Regions from separate parts of the Capsicum annuum genome. Here region 2 is linked to region 1. Evidence: chromatin contacts called from public Hi-C data. All regions are on one chromosome and are shown on one strand. The core of a region is the stretch at or near the end of the contact, and the rest is flanking DNA. Distances in the headings are between cores, read along the strand shown.

Region 1 (4,388 bases), core at 544-3,043:
TTATTCTCGTATAGTATATATACTAGATACTGAAGGCCCGTGCTAGCATGTGCCAAATCTATATTATTTTTTCTCAATTTATGTGACACAAATATAATTTAGATAATCAATTATTAAAATAATTTAAATTTTTAATTATTATGATTTATAATACTTTTTTTTCTATTCCAATTTAAATGACACTGATATAATTTCAAGAGTCAATCAACTATTTTATATCTTTTATATATGTTAAGTTGTTAATTATGTGATTTATAATGCTTTTAGCATAATTTTTCAATAAGCTATTAATACTTTCTTCGTCGCAGTTTACGTGTCTTCTCATTTTTAAATAATATATGTTATTTCATGTCTTCTTCCGTCCTATCGTAATTTCTATGGTACTAATATAATTTTGATATTCAACCAAATGTTTTATGTTGACACATCATTTTGTGTGTATTTCATCCCTTTTTATGAAATATTATTTATTTTTTAATGCTTAGATGATTATAAATATTAATTAGGAGTGATATAAAAAATCACGATTGAAAAAACGAAGCAGACATACCTTAAATGACTTATAACAATTAATTAGAAGTGATATAACAAAATTACTATAAAAATTACTTGTGAATTTTTTTTAAATGGGTCTCATATAAGACATCAAGTTAATTTAAAACATCAAGAGTTAATTTATTATTTTATTTATATTTTATTTTTTTAGTTAAATATATTTAATTTTTAATACTTAAATGACTTATACTAATTAATTAGAAATGATATAGTAAAAATATAAATGAAGCAGCTAAAACAAGTAGCACAAGCAGACATATCGAAAACGTGTCTTAATATGATTAATTTTTTAATAATTAAATGACTTATACTAATTAATTAGGAATGGTATAATAAAATTATATTGAAACATCCGTAACCTTAGGGGTCGTTTGGTAGAGTGTATTGGAAAAAATAATGCATGTATTAATTAATGTGTATTATGAATACCTTGTTTGATACAATTTTTAGTCAATATATAACTAATGAAAGCATTAGTTATACACTCTATTGTGTATTAAGATGTGTATTACTAATACTAACTATTTTCTATGTATTAGTAATGCAAAGTCTTTAATAAATGCATTAATTTATTAAATGACCTTAATACCCCTCAATTTTCCTCTTTAAATATTTCACCATTCCTTTTCCCGCCATTTTAATTTGCAATATTGAATCTTTTCAAAACATTTCACAATTTTTTTCCCACCATTTTAATCTACAACAATGAATAATTGATTTAAATAATTGTAACATATTTTTCCTTTGCTTCGAAGGTCTTTAAATTTTTTTTAAAAATTGAGACTATTTCTTAATTTTACGTCTTATATTTTATTTTTGTTTCGACTATGTTAATCCGTTGACATAATATTTCATGCGCAAAGACGAAGGTCTTGCAATTAATCCGAAACCTCTATATACTAATAATTCAATAATACTAATTATATTTGAGATGGTAAAAAAATTTTCTTGCAAAAAATTATACAAAATCAAAGAAGGATATTTTTGTAAATAAACATTTCTTTTATAGAAATTATATAAGATGTATTATTTCTTATACATCAAACCAAATAATATATAAGAAATAATACATGCATAACTAATATAAGCATTAGTAATACAAGTATTATTAATGCAAACATTACTAATACACTATGTTTTGCATTGATCTTATATATTCTACCAAACGAGTCTAACAGTAATAAGTATAAATAAATAATATAATGTGGGGCCCTACATGCCTCTAGACAACGTAAAGCCAAGCAACAACCGAGAAACACTGACAAAAACATCTTGTTTGGTTACTAAGAAAGGAATCGAAATTCAATCTGAAAAGGACAAAATTGAATAAGAGCAGAATCTCAGTTTCATGAATTTCAAACTCTTTTTTCGCCTTAGTCAATGAAATGGATGAATCGAAACCTTCAACCAACGTCATCATCATCTTTATCCTACACTATACGCCGTCGTTCTTATCCCCTTTCTTCCTCCTACGACGACCATGATTATCCCCTCTAAACCCCTCTTTGGATCTCAATCGCAGATCCATCACAACCTATTCGACCTTTTCTCTTTCTTCTTCAACCCTTATGGACCCTTCTACATCTCGCCCAGCTGTAGTCATTGACAATGGAACCGGGTATATTCTACATTACGCTCAACCTCCTTGATAAACGACAATTCATTTATTTTTTCTTCTCTTTTATTTTCAGGTATACAAAAATGGGTTTTGCTGGAAATGTGGAGCCATGTTTCATACTGCCTACAGTTGTTGCTGCTAACGAATCATTCGTCAATCAGCCTCGAGCGTTGACTAAGGGCAGCAATTGGTTAGCCCAGCACAGTGCAGGGGTTATGGCGGATCTTGATTTCTTTATTGGGGAAGAGGCTTTGAGTAGATCTAAATCTAGTAGCAATTACAATCTTAGCAATCCTATTAAACATGGGCAAGTTGATAACTGGGATTCAATGGAGCGGTTCTGGCAGCAGTGTATATTCAATTACCTGCGTTGTGACCCTGAGGATCACTATTTTCTCTTGACTGAAAGCCCTATGACTGCACCAGAAAACCGAGAATATACTGGTGAAATTATGTTTGAGACTTTCAATGTTCCGGGACTTTATATAGCTGTGCAGCCGGTTCTTGCTTTGGCAGCTGGGTACACAGCATCTAAGGTTGGTACTCTTATCTTTAACAACTTGTTGTGTGTAGTTTTGAGAATTTGATGCTATCTGGGATTGAATATTTTCTGGTATTGATATTCTTATGATCTAATGGTCTGAATAATTTTGTTAAACTTGTTCAACAAACTTTTTGCTTCACAAGTAGCTTTGTGTCGACTAGAGTATTAATGGAAAGCTAATTGTTTAATAGGTGATAGCTTGGACTTCTCAGTAGTCCATTATTGCTCTAGTTTCTCGCAATATTAGGACTAACTTCGATGATGCTACTTGCATTCATAAAATGATTTCAGTGTGAACAAACTGACGTACTTAGTGGAAAGCTTGTTATGTTTCTGAAATTCAGGTGTAGACTGCAGAGCAGGAAAAAAGGGTGCCTGACTCGTGTACAGTTGCAGTTTTAGGTTAGCGGTATAAAATTAGAGCAAACATTGGCAGTGTGATGCCATGACTTCTTTTTGGAACATTATCCGAATAATGATGTTTTGATGTTAGTGTTGCCATGTCGTGGTGTGTGTGTGATGTCTGAAGTATGTATGTGTCATAACCTAAAAGCGGGCCATGATGGCACCTACTATAATCCCTTCAGTAGGTAAGCCAAATCCCCAATCCGCATACGGTGAGTGACAACCAATAGATGATAAAGAGAACAATAACAAGAACAATGGGCCACTATGTATGAATATATACACAACAGGTACAAAAATATACAAAAGGGGCCCTACAGTAACAAGAGAGACAGGATATACAACGAATACCAACCTTGGACTTGGTGTCATCAGTATAAAATCTACTAAGTGAGGGAATAAGCACTGCACTAGTACAAGTTTGTACAGGATACAAAATACAGGTTCTGAATATAAGAAGGAGATGTGTAAGCAATCGGACGTCAAGTTCCCACCGCCTTCCCGTGTAAGGACTCCCGAATGAGCAAAATCAGCGAATCTCGTACTAGAATCTACGTCAGAGGAAAAGATGCAGAAGTATAGTATGAGTATGAAAACACACGGTACCAAGTAGGCATCATTTATCGATTGTGCTTAAAGATAATATACAATATAAATGGTATGGAAGATACTTACCGGAAAATGCTAGTCTAGCTGTCTAACATACAGAGGTCAAACTAAAAATGGTAATAGTAGTATACACAGAGTACCTATTCAATTGGAAGGAAATGCAGGGCAATCTAACGCTAAATATAGAAATACTAGAAAGGGAGCAAACATGGAATATCTAGACAATGAGTAAAAACGTATGTAACTATCCTGCCACAAGTTATGCAATAATAAACAACAATAACCTAACCTATCCCCCATAAGCGCGAAAGGTACAAACCTAAAACAATAACCTAACTGGCCCGCATAAGCACGACAGGTACAAATGGCAAACAATAACCCAACCGACCTCCATAAGCACGGCGGGTACAAACAACACAACACTCGCTACAAGTGGTTGTCGGATGTTGGCCAGGGGAGATCAATAGGGACTGGGTCTGGGTCAGATTGCTGGGTATTCCATTGAATCTCTGGTCACAGAAGATATTTGAAGCGATAGGTAATCGTTGTGGTGGATTCATTGAAACACAAGAGGAGACAACTCTGAGAAATCACCTGTACTGGGCACGTATAAAGTGAAGGGGGATGGAAAAGAGATCCCCAGAGAGGTTGATGTGG
Region 2 (4,388 bases), core at 644-3,143, 990 kb before region 1:
ATAAATAAATTTGGACTCCGTTACTGAAAGACAGAAGAAGTAATAAAAGTATTGACGAAAGTTGGAAAAACTCACCAAAAAGAGGATACCACTTTGAAGCCGGAAAAAAGTAGTGAAGAAGAGACCTATCTGAGCAAAACTTCATTCCAAAAAGTTGGGTGCAACCCAGCAAATTAACATTACCCGAAAAATAGGTGAAAAAATCAAACTGAGGATGAAACAAAATTTAACTCGACTAGACTGGACGTCAATTAAAAGTAACAACAATGGAGAACTTACAAAAATAGTGTTAGAGACTAAATCTATCCTCTAAGCGAAGAGGTTTCTAATTCAATCATCACTATTCATCTGTGAGTTTCAAACATCTCAATTCTTTGGTCAATCCCCGAATGAAAAATTTTCAAACTCCAATTTCAAAAATGAATAAAATATCGACAGAATTAATATGAAATAATTATCGAATCATATCTAGCCTATCCAAGAATCTTATACTCATACAGTGTAGCTTTAGAAAATAAGACATTAGTAGGCACCATAAAAAACAATACCTTTTCTCTGTGTCAATATTCATCACTGAGCTCCAAAATGTTCGATTGTCTTCACCTCCGAGATTCTCAAACCCCAATTTCAAGGTAAAAATCTCAAAATCCTACATTCATGCAACACTTTATCAATGCAAAGAATGATAATGAGATTTTTACATCCTCATTACCAAATTTGTTCTACACCATTTTTACCGAAGTCCTTAGTTCACAAGAAATGGTACGGTACTTTGGACAAAGTTTCTATTCTTCAACACAATTGCTAACCCTCTTAGGTAACTGAGTTTTTTTCGAAGAACCTATATATACATACATAAGATCTTAGCCCATGAAAAGAGAGAGCATTAAAATTGAAAAGGAAAAGGGTGTAAGATTTTGCATACAGTTCAAAAAGAAAAAGCATCAAAATTGAAAAGGAAAAGGGGTGTAAGATTTTGCATACAGTTTAACTAGACAAACCATGGAATTTTTTCCTTATTGGAGCAGATGAAAAGGGCAAAATGGACACGTGAAGTGAAAAGAACAAAGTAAATAGGTGGCATAAGAAATGTGAATTTACTAGTGTACCCTTGATAGTCACCCAAAACTTCACTTATATAAAGTAGAAACTAGTAGATCCATACAGAGAAGCAACATACAATATTTACGGTGGGTCTTGATAACATACTTTTTCTTCACTTTCAAAATAGTTAGACCCTTATTAATTGGATATATTTTTTTTAAAAAAAGTTATTAAAAATTTATTTTATTAAATTAACCTTATTAATTATGCTTTGAAAATTTAAATTTGAATGTATACAATTTATTTAGTTATTTATTAATAAGATAGCATTGAAATAACACAATAATATTTTCTTGATTTCATAAAAGGAAAAACTAAATTGTAACAAATGTTTAGAAAAAGGGTCAATTATTTTGAAATAAAAGAAGTACATGAAGCTAATATATATTACTCCTTTCATTTTATTTTATTTGTCTTGTTGACTTGACACACGTTTTTTTTTTTAAAAAGAACAGTCCGGTGTACTAAAGCTACCGCTATGCACGGTGGTCGGGGAAGGCCCCACCACAAGGGTGTATTGTACGCAACCTTACCTTGCATTTCTGCCAGAGGCTGTTTCCAAATCTTGAACCCGTGACCTCCTGGTCACATGACAACAACTTTACCAGTTACAACAACTTTACCAGTAATTTTTTTAATTAAGAATATATTCTTATTAAATTAACTTTATTAATGACTCTTTAAAACTCTAGATTAATTATTTTTACTTTATATTATTATTTAATAATAAAGATAAAAAATAAAAAAAAAATAAATAAAATTCTGCTCATTGAAGTAACTATTTTAGTATGGGATAAAGGTATAACGGGATGCAGCAACATTCTTCCCACTCTTTAATCTCCTTAAATATTTTTGTTGATAGCTCATTAAAATAGGGAGGTTTTCGTCATTTCAATTTTCAACCCAAAAATTTTCAAATTCATTTTGCTCCTGCAACTCCTCTCCCTCCCCATCGTGAACGACAGCTCACAACAAAATAATATAACACCAATCAGAAATTAAAGATTCCTTCCAATGGAGTTTGGGATCCAGCTTAAGTTAATTAGAACTTATTATAATTTTGATCTTCTTGATCCTTGGAAAAAATAAATGAAAGGGGATCAATTTGAAAATAGGAACGTTTACCATTCTTTAACCTAATTATTGGGGATAGAGAGATAGTGGGAGTTGGCCCAAATTTGATTCCTTAGGATCTAATCTTTCTGTTATGCACCTTTTCCATGAACAAGTATTGAATGTGAAGTTGAGATTAGAGAGAAAAAAATGAAAGTGAAAGATACAATGAGTAAGAGTTTAGTGTGTTTAGCAGTGTTCATTTTGTTTCTGTTTGGTTCATTGTTGTACACGGGAAGAATAGATTACAGATCAAGTTTTTCGCTATTCGATTCCCCGCTGAGTAAAGCTACGCCCTGCTTCACTGAATCGGAACCTCTGAAGGTTTACATGTACGATCTAGAGATGAAATACAACGTTGGTTTGTTGAAAGGCTCACATTATAATGCTGCTCCTGTGACTATTGAGACTTTGCCAGAGTGGCCAAAATATACGGGTTTGAGGAAACAACATAGTGTGGAGTATTGGATGTTGGCCTCATTGTTGTATGCAAGTAATGATGAAACCCGAGAGGCTGTTAGGGTTTTGGATCCAGAATCAGCTGATGTATTTTTTGTGCCTTTTTTCTCTTCCTTGAGTTATAATACTTACTATAGACATGGGAATGATTCAGAGGTCAAATTTGATGATCAATTGCAGGTGATCTCTTACCTACTATTTATGTTTTTCCTTAAGGACTTATTTCTTTTGAGCTTGCTTATTCACATGATATCTTCTGTCTGATTTGCATCTTCAAATTTATCTCTAATGATTCTCGTATTAGAATGATTTTATTGTCGTAATTCTCTTGAATGCTTTGTTCTTGTCCTTACACTTAACATTAGTTCCATCTGAGACAAGTGCAATTTTTTCTTTTTCATTTGTTTTCCTTGATAATTAAGCATAATTGTGCACTAGAACCTCTCTTTCTGTTACCTAATACACAGAGGATTTATATCTCCGACCCAAATAGTTTGGGTTGAGGTGTAGCTGAGTGATGATTTGTTTCTAGTATATTATCTGTCTCAAAAAACTTTTGTGTTCTTCATTTACACGCCCCCGTAATAGAAGAGGTGTGTTTGACTATTTTACCCTTATTTCTATCTTAAATAAAATCCCTCTTCATTGAATGTTTACTTATGTATTTTCCATAATTGAGGTATTTGTAGTCTTTCAGCTACAATTACTAAGGGTAAAATGGAAAAAATAATTAATTTTGTCTTGAACTTCTAAACTTAAAAATATTTTTGGGATAGATATTTTTACTATGACAAGGATTTTGAGAGGGAGGGAGTATTGATAAGGAATGCAAAACGATTAGTTGCTTTTGTCAGATTTGATTTTCCAATGAAGCTTATGTAAGAGCTTTTTTTCCTCTGTACGGCTTTCTGTTAGTTACATTACCACACTTCCTTCTCTTTATGAGACTTATTAGTTAGAGTCAAACTCTAGGGCCAAGATATTTCAACTGTAAATATGTCCTGTTAATTGAAAAGAAAGAAGATCTTTGTAAGTATCGTTTCTGTTTTACCAGACATTTTATTGGCAACAAGACAGTTCCTCACAAGTATATGATGAGAAAAAGATATCATAGCTCTCAACAAGAAATCTTGTTGAGGAATAGCATTTTGTTCCCATTTCTTTTTATGTACCCCATGAGGTTTCAATATGTATGGGAGATTATCTTTTGTAGAGGATCATATTCTTATACAGGTTCTCTACTTTTAGTGTTTTTCTTGAATACATGATTTCTTTCGATTATTAATAAGCTTAACTTAGCTTATCTAAAAACTAAAGAGAAAATATTGTACCTCATACTTAAGATGGTCAACCTGGAAAATAATAGCTGTTAGAAATCCAAATTCTAGTTAATGAGACCCTTAAAAACTTAAACCTGACTGTACGTTGTCTGGCAATTTACCTGTGACAGTGGAACAGCGAAGGCTTCTAGCAATTCATAGAGCAGCTTAAAGAAGCTGGCTATTTGAATTATTCAACTACATGTTTGGTAAGACACTTGAGATAATTTTCTATGTACATTTTGTTAACTCCACACTCCTTCCACTTAGGAAAACTCGACCTATTTAGACTCTTATGAAGATGAATAGAGGTTTGAGCATGAGCATACTTTATATTGAAGTCAGAAAACAGGGTGCAACAATAATTTTAAACATGAAAAGTAGCATCAGTTG

Evidence for each region. Hi-C and Micro-C count contacts between places; a contact is called where the count stands out from the background.
Region 2: a Hi-C map of placenta shows a contact between it and region 1, with 4 times the contacts expected there. The contact joins the promoter of LOC107870864 here to the promoter of LOC107870816 in region 1. A contact is called at or near these places in 2 of 5 Hi-C or Micro-C datasets (leaf and placenta).

The regions. Positions count from the first base shown.
Region 1 is chr5:89,445,405-89,449,792 of UCD10Xv1.1, reverse strand. It overlaps LOC107870816 (actin-related protein 3), which reads left to right and starts at 1,793. Exons shown (of 9, transcript XM_016717469.2): 1 at 1,793-2,173; 2 at 2,247-2,709. The coding sequence starts at 2,124.
Region 2 is chr5:90,434,029-90,438,416 of UCD10Xv1.1, reverse strand. LOC107870864 (probable arabinosyltransferase ARAD1) reads left to right here and starts at 1,893. Exons shown (of 4, transcript XM_016717543.2): 1 at 1,893-2,856. The coding sequence starts at 2,368.